4 separate regions of the Zea mays genome follow, and all the other regions are linked to region 2. A link is a contact called in public Hi-C data. All regions are on one chromosome and are shown on one strand. The core of a region is the stretch at or near the end of the contact, and the rest is flanking DNA. Distances in the headings are between cores, read along the strand shown. Region 1 holds the start of LOC103643305 (Cation efflux family protein). Region 2 holds the start of LOC100193016. Region 3 holds the start of LOC100283067 (beta-1,3-galactosyltransferase sqv-2). Region 4 holds the start of LOC100284462.

What was found. A called contact is a pair of places that touch in the nucleus more often than the background predicts.
Region 1: a Hi-C map of leaf shows a contact between it and region 2, with 4 times the contacts expected there. The contact joins the promoter of LOC103643305 here to the promoter of LOC100193016 in region 2. A contact is called at or near these places in 4 of 25 Hi-C or Micro-C datasets (endosperm, leaf and tassel).
Region 3: a contact with region 2 is called in a Hi-C map of leaf, with 4 times the contacts expected there. The contact joins the promoter of LOC100283067 here to the promoter of LOC100193016 in region 2. A contact is called at or near these places in 3 of 25 Hi-C or Micro-C datasets (bundle sheath, leaf and tassel).
Region 4: a Hi-C map of leaf shows a contact between it and region 2, with 4 times the contacts expected there. The contact joins the promoter of LOC100284462 here to the promoter of LOC100193016 in region 2. A contact is called at or near these places in 6 of 25 Hi-C or Micro-C datasets (bundle sheath, ear, endosperm and 2 more).

What each region holds. Positions count from the first base shown.
Region 1 is chr1:221,185,776-221,188,475 of Zm-B73-REFERENCE-NAM-5.0, forward strand. It overlaps LOC103643305 (Cation efflux family protein), which reads left to right and starts at 1,352. Exons shown (of 1, transcript XM_008666456.4): 1 at 1,352-2,700. The coding sequence starts at 1,421.
Region 2 is chr1:221,333,811-221,336,510 of Zm-B73-REFERENCE-NAM-5.0, forward strand. LOC100193016 reads right to left here and starts at 1,262. Exons shown (of 5, transcript NM_001138184.2): 1 at 1,023-1,262; 2 at 599-941; 3 at 429-497. The coding sequence starts at 1,107.
Region 3 is chr1:221,524,817-221,527,556 of Zm-B73-REFERENCE-NAM-5.0, forward strand. LOC100283067 (beta-1,3-galactosyltransferase sqv-2) reads left to right here and starts at 1,481. Exons shown (of 12, transcript NM_001155969.1): 1 at 1,481-1,893; 2 at 2,390-2,453; 3 at 2,553-2,602. The coding sequence starts at 1,769.
Region 4 is chr1:221,466,580-221,469,629 of Zm-B73-REFERENCE-NAM-5.0, forward strand. It overlaps LOC100284462, which reads left to right and starts at 1,376. Exons shown (of 1, transcript NM_001157357.2): 1 at 1,376-2,861. The coding sequence starts at 1,526. The coding sequence ends at 2,527. It overlaps LOC103643306 (cytochrome b5-like), which reads right to left. Exons shown (of 6, transcript NM_001301572.2): 6 at 3,049-3,050.

The DNA.
Region 1 (2,700 bases), core at 102-2,601, 150 kb before region 2:
CCTTTAACCATCTCAATATATCCTTGGTAGTGCTGGGAATTGGGTCGGGCTGAGCTAGCCCGGCTCAGGCCAATTGTGCTTCGAGCCAAACGGGCTCGGGCTAAGAAGGCCCCAAAAAACATTTTGGCCATGCCATGCCAGTCCAAAAGAGTAGAAATAGTAGGCCAACCTAGCCCTAAAGCACGACGTGCCTTCGTTGGGCCATACCGACCCAAGCACAACCCATATATTTGAACCATATAAAGTCCAAATATTGCAACCACATAAAGTCCATAGCTTGCTAAATTAAAGATATTAAGCAATGCAAGCATCATCTGACCACATAAAGTCTAAATATTACAACCACATAAAGTTCATAATTTACTAAATTAAAGAAATTAAATAATATGGGCTCCATTGGGTCGTGCCAGCCCAAGCCCAACCCATACGTGCGGGTCATGGCGGGAGCTTGACGGATATGGGCTCCATAGGCCTGGTCCAGAGTCCAGACCCTTCGAACCATGCTAGCCCGACTCATATTTTTTATGTTGGCCCGTGCTTTGGGCTCCTGTTTTTAAACTGTCTCATGCTGGCCTAAAAAGTAAGGCCCATATTCCGAGACTAAGACTATCTCTAGCAGCTTATCCATCCCCATCTTCATATTCAAACTTCACCCATAATATAGTTTATAGTGCAGAATAATGTAAAATAATGTTTTTGGATAAACTATGGATAGACTGTTGGGCTAATCCTTGGTAGAACTCTAAATTTCGAGCCTAACACATCGTCTAGCCAACCAAGCTGATCGACGAACCACGAGACGAGACTACCCGTTAGAGATGACAATTGGGCATCAATCCCCGATTCACCGCGGGGAATTTTTTCGTTAGCGGATAGAGATGAAGAAGTTTCTTTTCACATGGGGATCTAAACGGGAAAAAATTCTCCTCCGACGCGTAAACGAGAACGGGAAGCATTCCCCATCTCTATTCCTCGTGGGACCCGTTAAACTTACACGTGACAATGTTTTCATGTAATAGTTAATGATAAAATAAATAATTACCTTATCAAGATATCACTTATTTGTACAAATATGTTTATTTTGATGTATATATAATGATTTTTTTAAATCAGATAATGTCTATAAGTGCCAATGATTTACATTAATAACAAAGTAAGTACGTTTTAATTAAAGTTTAAACGAGGATAGAGATCTCCGACTAGATTTATCCTAGATTTATCTCCGCAGGGGAACGTCGATGGAAAAAAATGTCGCCCACGTACGTCCATGGGATTTCCGCTGTAAAATTTTTTTGTCGTAGGGGAGCTAAAAACGTAACGGGGAATTTCCCAAGCCCATCCTACTGCCGCAGTCCACGGCTCCACGCCTCTCCCCGTTCTACCGGCACCCGGCCCTCCGTTCCCCCATCCGCCGCCGCCCATGTCTAGCCGCCACACGCCGCACCTTCGGCTGGCCGTGCCGCCGCGGCTATCCGCGCACCACTCTTTCCGCTTCCCCTCCACGCCGCTCCCTACCCCGTCGAAAGCCCGCGGCCTCCCCTCCTCCTCCGCCTCGCCGTCCTCCCCCTACGCCGCCGCGCTCCTCCGTCTACTCGTGCTGCACGCGCTCTTCCTCCTCGCGCCCGCCGTGCGCGCTCTCCCCTCTCTGGCCCACGCGCTCGCGCTTTCCCCGCCCCTCGCGCTGCTCTCGGCCGCCGCCCTCCTCCTCCTCCACTTCGCCGCCGCGTCCCGGAAGACCCACCAGCCTCACCACCCGTTCCCGGGGTTCCCCGCTCTCCTCGGCCTGGCCCTCCTCCTTGCGCTCTCTATGCTCCTCCGGCTTGTGGCCCTCCGCATCCTCCCCTCCCCGGGCCTCCTCGTCCTAGCTGACTCCGCCGGCTCCCTGCTCGCCCGCGCCCTACGCCGCCCCTCCCGCCGCCGTGTCCTCTCCATAGCCGTCGCCGCCTTTTCCCTTGTGGGCATCTCCCCTTCTGTGATCCTCGCTATCCCCTTCACCTCTGGCTTCCTTTCCTCGGTCGAACAATCGGCCACGGCGCGGCATGCCACTCGCAGTCGGCGCGCCCGCGCGGCGGTATTTGCGCTCGCTGCCTTCCTCTGCATGCCGGCGCTTGTGGGTCTCTTCTTTTTCGGTGGCAGCAATGCGGGCGATGGTCCTCCTGATGGAGCAGTCCCGATCAGCCCGCTCTGGTGGCTGCTGCTTAACTCTGCCTTCTTTGGCATGGCTTTGGGGCGACGACAGGAGCATGGCAGCAGCGGTGGTAGGCCAAGTGTGGATTTTGCAATGACGTTCTTATGCACTCTTGTTCTGGAGCTGCTGTACTACCCAAAGCTGTCTCTACCGGGCTTCTTGATCTGTGGGTTCCTCTTGTGGATCGCCAGCAGGGAGCTGGCCCCTGCAGGATATGTGGAACTTGGAACTGAAGATGTCTCAGAATCAGTTTTTGAGGCAGTTATGGGGCCAGTTAGGCATATCTTGAGTGAGCGAAAGTCGAGGAAGATTGCTGTGTTTCTATTGATTAATACAGCCTATATGTTTGTGGAATTTGGCAGTGGGTTCATGAGTGATAGTCTTGGGCTGATCTCTGATGCTTGCCATATGTTGTTTGACTGTGCTGCACTGGCAATTGGTCTCTATGCATCCTACATCGCAAGATTGCCTGCAAATGGGATGTACAACTTTGGAAGGGGCAGGTTTGAGGT
Region 2 (2,700 bases), core at 12-2,511:
TGGCAGTGTGCCTCCTGTCCTTCCTCTGGCGCTTGCTGGCTCACCACCTGTGTCCCTGGGCCCCTATGGTCCCTGCTGCGTCATGGCCATCTGACCCCACGACACTTTCCCTGAGTGCAACCGTGACCATGAGCATGTGCAACGGAGGGCGCAACGCCGTCCCCAGCTGAGGTGCATCAGAGGCCGTTTTGCAGCAGAGTGAGTAGTGGGAAGTGAGAGAGAGGCAGAGTGCACTTAAATATGTGAACTTGAGCACACTGTTGTAGCGGGGATGATAGTGGCGATTACCAGCTATGGTGGCTCAGTGATGATGAAACTAAACTAAATATCCAGAGATTTAAAGCATTTGCTTTGTAGAAGCATAAAATAGACTGAACAAAGGCAAATATCAGTGAAATGTAAATTGAAAATCATTGAGACAAATGTACCAGTCCTTGCAAGCTTCGCACTGCACCATGAGGTCATCCGGGTTGTATGGCATCTCACATTTGCAATACCTTTAGAGAAAAATACACACACCCAAATTATCACAAGCAGGCTCAAAACGCATGCACAGAGAAGAAAAAGTCAACAATGAAAGGATTGAGGAGCTCCGTACACTGCCACGCGGTCAGGGGTGAACGAACCGGTGGCCGCCTTGTACTCAAATCGGGAGAAGAAGTCCTCAGGCCCGACATTATCAAGCTTGGTGTAGTTCTTGAAAGAGTGGACAACACATTTCCCCTCGATGGTGTGGGCGCTCTGTAGGTCGAAATGATCGGAAAGGAAAAGCTCCTTGGCGCCGTGGAACTGCCGGCGACCGCCCTTGGATTCCTCAGGGCGGTAGTACCAGCGCACCTGCACCCGCACGCTGCCGCGTCCGTCGGCCTCCATCTTCTCCACCCGCGCCACATACGGCTGCTTGTCCGAGTCCGACGCCCGCATCAGCACGCAGTCGCCCACTTCCCAGCACAGGCATTGCAACAGCATCAGATACCTCTCACAGGAAAAGATACAACCGGATCGGGGATGCGGGGAATTACCATGGACGACCTTGTTAGTGCCGCGGATTGTGTACGAATCCACGTCCTTCTTTACCGAGATCTTTACCTGCTTCATCCTCACCATGGCCGTGGAGCGAGGACCGATGAGGGGTAGAAACCTAGAAAGAGGAGAAATGGGGAACGAAGGAGGAAGGAATTATTGCCATTACAATTCCGCCAACGTCGCAATTCGCCAGTTTGGTACTCCGAAGCCTTGCCAAAATGGGACTCGTTGAAGTTGTTCTTTTGGCATAAGACCATCTTCATTTATCCATATTCATACTCATATCCAAATTACTCTATAAACAGTACAATCTACAACACAAAACGATACAAAACAGTATTCTTAGTGACCATATAGGCATTGTTTGGGTACTTTCGTATTCACCTCAGTCCACATGTATTGAGGTGGATTGGAGTGTAACTTAAACTAATTTACACTCCAATCCATTTCAATACATGTGGACTAAGGTGAATACGAGTGTACCCAAACAAGGCCATAGGTGTAATATACAGTAGTTCACCCATATGGTCATCAAAAACACCTTTTGCATTGTTTTACACTGTAAATGGGGAACGAAGGAGGAATTATTGTCATTATAATTTCGCCAACATCGCAATTCGCTAGTGTCGCATCCACAGTTCCCTTTGCATCGATAGCAGGCTCGGCACCTGGTACGCATCAGCCCGACCCAAGGGGCGGTCCTAGATCATGTGGCCTGGTTTATTTAGGGTTATCATTAGCCTATGCATCAGGATCATTCATGTGTGTTTGTTATGTGTGTTTAGGGTTAGCTTATAGTGTATAGATTAACAATGTAAATGGTTTTGTGTTTAGTGAATCTATAAGAATCTACAAACTGTGTTTAGTCAATAAATAATGTAATTGATTTTGTCTAGTTAGTTTTAAGTCTGTAGATTAGCATTATGTTTGTACATTTAGTTAGCATTTGTTTTCTAGTTTGTAGATTCAATTAGCATTTACTTTTTAGTTTGTAGATTCTTATAGATTTAATATTTTTCAGTTAGTTGTTTATGTACATTCAGTTAGGAGTTATGCTTCGCATATGATTGAACATTTTTGCAGATGATGGAGCCAAACTAAGTCGCCAACAAGGCCATTGAGATGATGTAGAGCACTGCGAAGCATCTCATGTGTGTCTGCAAGGAGAAGCTTGAATCGAGAAATGCGATGAACGTATACGAGTTGAAGGAACTACAAGTAGCTTCAAAAAAAATTACTAGAGACAAATGACCTAGTCCTCGAGCCCTTGCTTTCAGCACATTTACTATACTTGGAAGAATCTTGCCATACATCCTCACACTGATCCTCCTTCGCCTAAAAAATAGGTCCATGATTATATTCCTTATCTTGTCAGCAAGTTGACATACAGGCAGGTCCTTGTAATCTTTGATCCAGTTGTTGAATACTTCTACAATATTATTAGTGATGTTGTCGCATTTGATGGCAATGTTGAAATGACTCCTCTACCACAACAAACCATGTCAGCCTTTTAACCACTTGTCCACTCCAGGTATTGCTACTGCATTGGAGTGATGGTGCTCGAAGACTTCGGTCCTGTAAGCTCTTGTTGTGAGGTACATGTGCTCGGATCCACCAAAATGCTTAGTATTAGTGATGTTTTGCACCAGATGCGTGAAACATTCTCTCTTCTCA
Region 3 (2,740 bases), core at 231-2,730, 190 kb after region 2:
TCTCCTTCGTCGAGGACACGCCCCTCGCTAACGATGCAAGTTCCTCTTCCACGAGCCCATCACGTTCGGCTCCCTCCACACCGCCCATCTACGGAGTCTCCTCGTCTGCTTTACCGGCAAATTCGACCCCTACGATGACATTGTCATCAACGTCGTGCCATGAGTCACCATGGTCACCGCCACCATTGTCCAAAGTGACTTCCCCAACGTCCTCACCCTCGACAACAGCGGGCATCTCAGGGGATGAGCCTCAAGTCCACCACACCGCACTCCAGCGTACTCTACCTGATAGGCGACGTCGTGCATGCTGCCCGCGCCACCTCCAACCTATACGTCGCCGCCAGCTATGGGCTCAACACCCTCGACTCTGTGAGTGGGTCACAAGTGGAAGCGTGATTGATGAGGGAGGGATGATCCAAATAAGTTATATCGTTGGATTTGAGTGAGTAAAAAAAGAAGAGATTTCGTCCCTTAGTTTTAAAGGTGTGATGGTTCTAGGTGCATTTGTTTGAGTGAGTGTTACAAAGTTTATCTACAAATCCCCCTTATGTACATATTTCTATGGGGAATCGTGCTTTAATTTTTCATTGTATTAAATATCTTGAATAAAAAAAGAGGGAATTTGTTCTGATATAGATTATAGCCAGGCCTTCTTGGCCCACCTAAGTGCACTTACGATAAAAGAAAGGATATGTAGATAGGTGGATAACTAGATTGGCAAGTACTTAAAAAATAAAGTACTTTATCTTTATTTTAGGATTCTACAACGAAATCCTTTATTTTCTAGCAATTCTACTACTACGAAACAAAAAAGATCCTTCAAATTATTTTTGAAAAAGAAACTAAGGTGCTATTCTAAATCGAACTAAAGTCAAACTTTCTAGTGCTTATAAATTCTCATGGCTTTATCCCTTTCATAGAAAGGAGATAAAACGAGAAATCTTTGTTATCTAATCTTTTTAGAATATCATAAAGTTTCAGTGGCAGAATTTTTTTCTAGGATTGTTTTATCAATTCATTTTTATTCCCTTTCAACCCCTACTAAATTCGAAGTGGTGTTAGTTTTATATAGGGTATAGATATAGAATATAGATAGATTATCTATGAAGGTATATTTAGGAGGTGTTTTGTTTGGGATTATAATATGTCTAGATTATATAATCTAACAAATTTTAATTAATTCTTGTATTATAATCTCTCCAAATTATATAATCCGATTATAATTTCAAATAAACACCGTCTTAGCTATTTTATGGTATGCATAAATAATATCTGGACACGTGTCAATATAATATCCTATGCGGTATTGCTAAGACAAATTTTAGTAGTATATAAAGAAATGAGAGAATTATTGATTTATTATTACTTTCTATTTCTAAACCTCTAATCATTTTAGACCCATATGTTAACTCTTTATTTGTTGCTTTATTACTTGTAGCAAATATTTGTTCCTCTCTTTGCCTTGCAGACAAATAGCACACAGCAATCAACCGTCGTCTTCTTCCTCGACGCCTCATAGGCTCATAGGGTTCTCCAAATTCTAAATCGTTGCAAGCGAAACCACCAAAACTGTACTCACAACCCTCGTCTGCGCTGCGCCACCACTCCCCCGTGGCGGCTTGTAGTTGTAGAAGTTCCCGGAACCAGACAACCCCTAGGCGCTGAGTTTTCTGATAGCGGCTTCGGATATCTCGTCGTGGGCGGCCATGGCGGGCCCGTGCTGAGTGCGGGGCGGGAGCAGGTGAAGGTCTCCGAGCTCGAGATCTCGATGCAGATTCGGGAGGGCCCGGCGCGGCGGCAGGCGCCGTCCGCCGCTGGGGCGCTGCGGTCGCCCATGTCCGCCATGATGCTCGCTATGTTCGCTACTATGGCCTCCTTCTACGTCGCCGGTCGGTGAGTATGCCCGCCCGCCGGTTTCCGGCATTAGTTTCTTCGTGAGAATGCTCGCCTGCTTGGGTTCTTCTCTTGGATTGTTTGGTTTGCATGTGTTAGTGTTACCGATCGCCCGTGGGGGATTCTAGATCCATGTATTTCTCTGGCGGGAGATGCTCATGGTGATATTGCTAGGGAAGTTTTGATCCAGCCGGTGGTATATTTTAGAACAGCGAGTGAAGTTTTAATCTCTCAAACGAAATCCAGTGCGAGGCTCACATTTTGTTGCGACGTTAGTGTTTGTTTCTGCAGCTCTCGCCTCTCGGGTTTTGCAGTTCACAGTTCATTATTGTAGTATTACATTTTCTGCTAGTATTGGTGAAAACCAATCTTAGTTCTCAGGCACCTTATTACCTCTTAGCTTGATCTGGGTTGTCATAGTAACGGGAACTGTTCCTCTGTAGAAATGGTTTGTTGCTGTTTGTAGAGGAAATTTTGTTGACTTCTGGAATTTCAGATTGTGGCAGGATGCTCAGAACCGACTTCATCTCATTAAGGAGCTCGACAGACGAACAGGCCAGGTAGGCACCAGAGATCTGGCTCTTTTGTTCTCTAGCGGAACTATCCAACAGTGCTGCGGGCTTAAAGAGCTCTATTAACTGTTTGTGCATGTGATTCAGGGGCAATCAGCAATATCTGTGGATGATACCTTGAAGGTTGTTGCATGCAGGTAATTCTAAATCTGTAACCTTTCAGGTTATGCCAAAATTGCCTTCCAATGCACAATCTAACAATTTTCTTAACGTGCTTGAAAGACGTATTTGCTGTCCAATTGGAGCTAGTGCTCCAAACATGCAGAATTTGTTAT
Region 4 (3,050 bases), core at 126-2,625, 130 kb after region 2:
CTGCCCTCACTCTCGCTCACCAACCCAAACTCGGAGCAGCAGCAGCTCATGCTCCTGTATGCCGGTGGTTTCTGACACGGCGGAGATGCAATTAGAGAGAGGGAAAAGTGCAACTCATGGCAAGTTGAGAGGTTTGAACCGGTCAGGATTTTGACTTTGAATTGAACCCTCAATTGGATTGCATTGCAGCTCCCTTCTCTCTGGTTGGTTGGTTGAGACTTGAGAGGCAGAGAAAGACCGTGGAACCGGTCCAAGATTCCCCCCAATGCTTGCTAACGGTAGCGGATCCCCCACCCCGACCCGGGACGCGGCGGTTCGTTCAACGGTCAAACAACAACATAACCAACTAGTGCCACCCAAACCGCTAAAGTGAAATATTGGACCGGACCCATGATTATATAGAGATCAACAAGACATCCATGGGAATCGGATGGTTTTTTTTACAGGACAAGTCGTTTTCGCCAACAATAAGAAATGATTCTATCTAGTATCTAGAAGATTACATATCTAGAAGATTTAAATATCGTAAATCGTTTATATATTAAGCTGATCACAGTTTGTCTCCCCCTTTAGCTTACATGTATAACAACTGTACAAACATGTCTGATTGGCTTCGAAGATGTCTTAGAGCATGTTTAGATCCATGCAGCAAACAATTTGTCGTCTAATTTTAGCATATTACCCTCCGAACACGCTAACTAATAAATTGTCTAATTGTTAGCTGGAGGACTGACAAACTGTTTGCTCATTAGCCATTTGATCTTGCTAATAGGTGCTAATGTATCGTATAAAGAGAAAAAGGGACATAAGTGAGCCGAGACACTAAATATATCCTGGATAATTGTTGGTAGCTAATTATTTGCCTGCTAATTGTTAGCCACTGGCAAATAATTAGCTAGGAGGATCCAAACATACCTTAATTATTTCTAAAAAAAAACATCTCCAGCCACCTGGCATTTAAAATATAGTTTTCCTTCATTTTTTTTACAGTTTTTAATATCACTAATGTAGCGTTCAGCTACAGGTCTTGAGGTTTTATCCAAATTACTTAAGAGGGATCGAGGACAAGTGTTTAACAGTATGTCGGATCAAACTCACTTCACTTGAAAAGCTCACTTCGCTTGAAAACCACACTTCACTTGCTTTAAGTAGGGCGGGCGAGCAGATGACAAGCCAGGACCCGACCCGGCAAGCGCGGCAGCCAATCGCAGCGCGGTCTCCCCGATCTGGGGCGGTCAAACAAATGATCGGCTTCCTCTGGTCGCCTCGCCTCACTTCACTTGAAATTCCTAGACGCAGACGCGCTTCCCACTCCGGCCCGGACGCTTGCTATAAAAACCTCCGCTCGCCATCCCGCTTCCCTCCACTCCACCACCACTCGTCCACTCCTCCTCCACGTCAAGCGAAGCCACTCCTGATCGCCGATCGCTCGCCAACTCACGCGGACCGCCCCTCGAGCTGCAACGACCGGCCTCCCTTGCTCCGGCTCCCACCGAGCCTCGATCGATCGCCGCAGCAGTCGCCAATGGCTGATGCAGTGGAGAGCCGCGGCGGGCGGGCGCGCCTGGTCTCGGACCTGGGCCGCGTGCAGGACCTGGTGCGCCAGCTCGAGCTGCAGCTGCGCGCGCCCGGGGACGCAGCCTCCGTCGACCTCTGCCGCCGCCTCGTCCACCAGATCGTCGCGCTCACCGACAGCTCCATCGGCATGCTCCGCTCGTCCCCGGACCTCGCCTCGCCGCTGCCCGCCACCGGGACCGGGAGCCCGATCAGCAGCGACGCCGCCTCCGACCACCCCTTCCGCGCCGCCGCCAGCGCCAGCGCCAGCCCCAAGAAGCGCAAGGCCACGGCGCGCTGGACCAGCCAGCAGGCGCGCGTCAGCGCCGCGGGCGGCAGCGGCGCCGAGGGCCCCGTCGACGACGGCTACAGCTGGCGCAAGTACGGCCAGAAGGACATCCTCGGCGCCAAGCACCCGCGGGCCTACTACCGCTGCACGCACCGCAACTCGCAGAACTGCCCGGCCACCAAGCAGGTGCAGCGCACCGACGACCACCCGGCGCTCTTCGACGTCGTCTACCACGGCGAGCACACCTGCAGGCCCGCCGCCGCCGCCGCCGGCGGCGGCTCCAAGAGGGCGGCACAGCAGCACAACCCGCACGCGCAGGCCGCGCTGCAGGGCCTCGCCGCGCGCCTCACGGTGGCCACCGCCACGGACGCCGCCGCGCTCCCGCCCATGACGCCCGAGAGCTGCCCCGTGCGGGGCGCCTCATCCCCGTGGTCGCTCGCGTCGTCTGTCGCCTCCGACTCCAACGGCTGCATGCACCAGGACGTCTCGCCGTGCCCGGTACCCGGGTACAGGGAATGGACCTCGGACGGCGACCTCCAGGAGGTGGTGTCATCTGCGTTCGCCGCCGTCTCGTCGGTTGCGCCCCTGCCGGTGCTCGACGACGAATTCATGCCTCTCGAGTGCTTTGGATTCGACCATACCTTCGACATTGACACCGCAATGCCAAGCCTCTACTATCCATGAGGAGAAGAGCGTCCAATACAAGTCGACATTATTGACACCGCAGTGCCAAGCCTCTGCTATCCATTAGGAGAAGAGCATCAAATACACGTCTGATCGGATCGGCAGCAGCCCTGTCGTCGTCTCCATGACAGGAGGGAGGAGCAGAGGAGCCTCTTCCTAAGAACTGTGCAGTAGCAGAAGCCAACAGGGCTTTTAGAACATCTTAATGAATAGCTTGTTTCATTACCTTTTGTTTCCTTCTTTCTTTACTTTTTTTGTGTCAGTTCTCAACTTGCTTGATCGGGTTTTGTTGATTTCAGTCAGCAAGATAAATGTTAAATTTTACTACTTACGGTGCAATCAGTTTCAATCTCATAAATGATAAATCATCTTCTCTTGAAATTGTTTCACTTTCATGTTTGCACACCACCTAACCTTAGAGAGCAACAAATCGTAAAACGCATTCAACGACCAAGTTAAAATCAAACTTGCAACATCTTAACCATAACATCCCTTCAGAAGTGATCATGAGAAACGAGTCCTG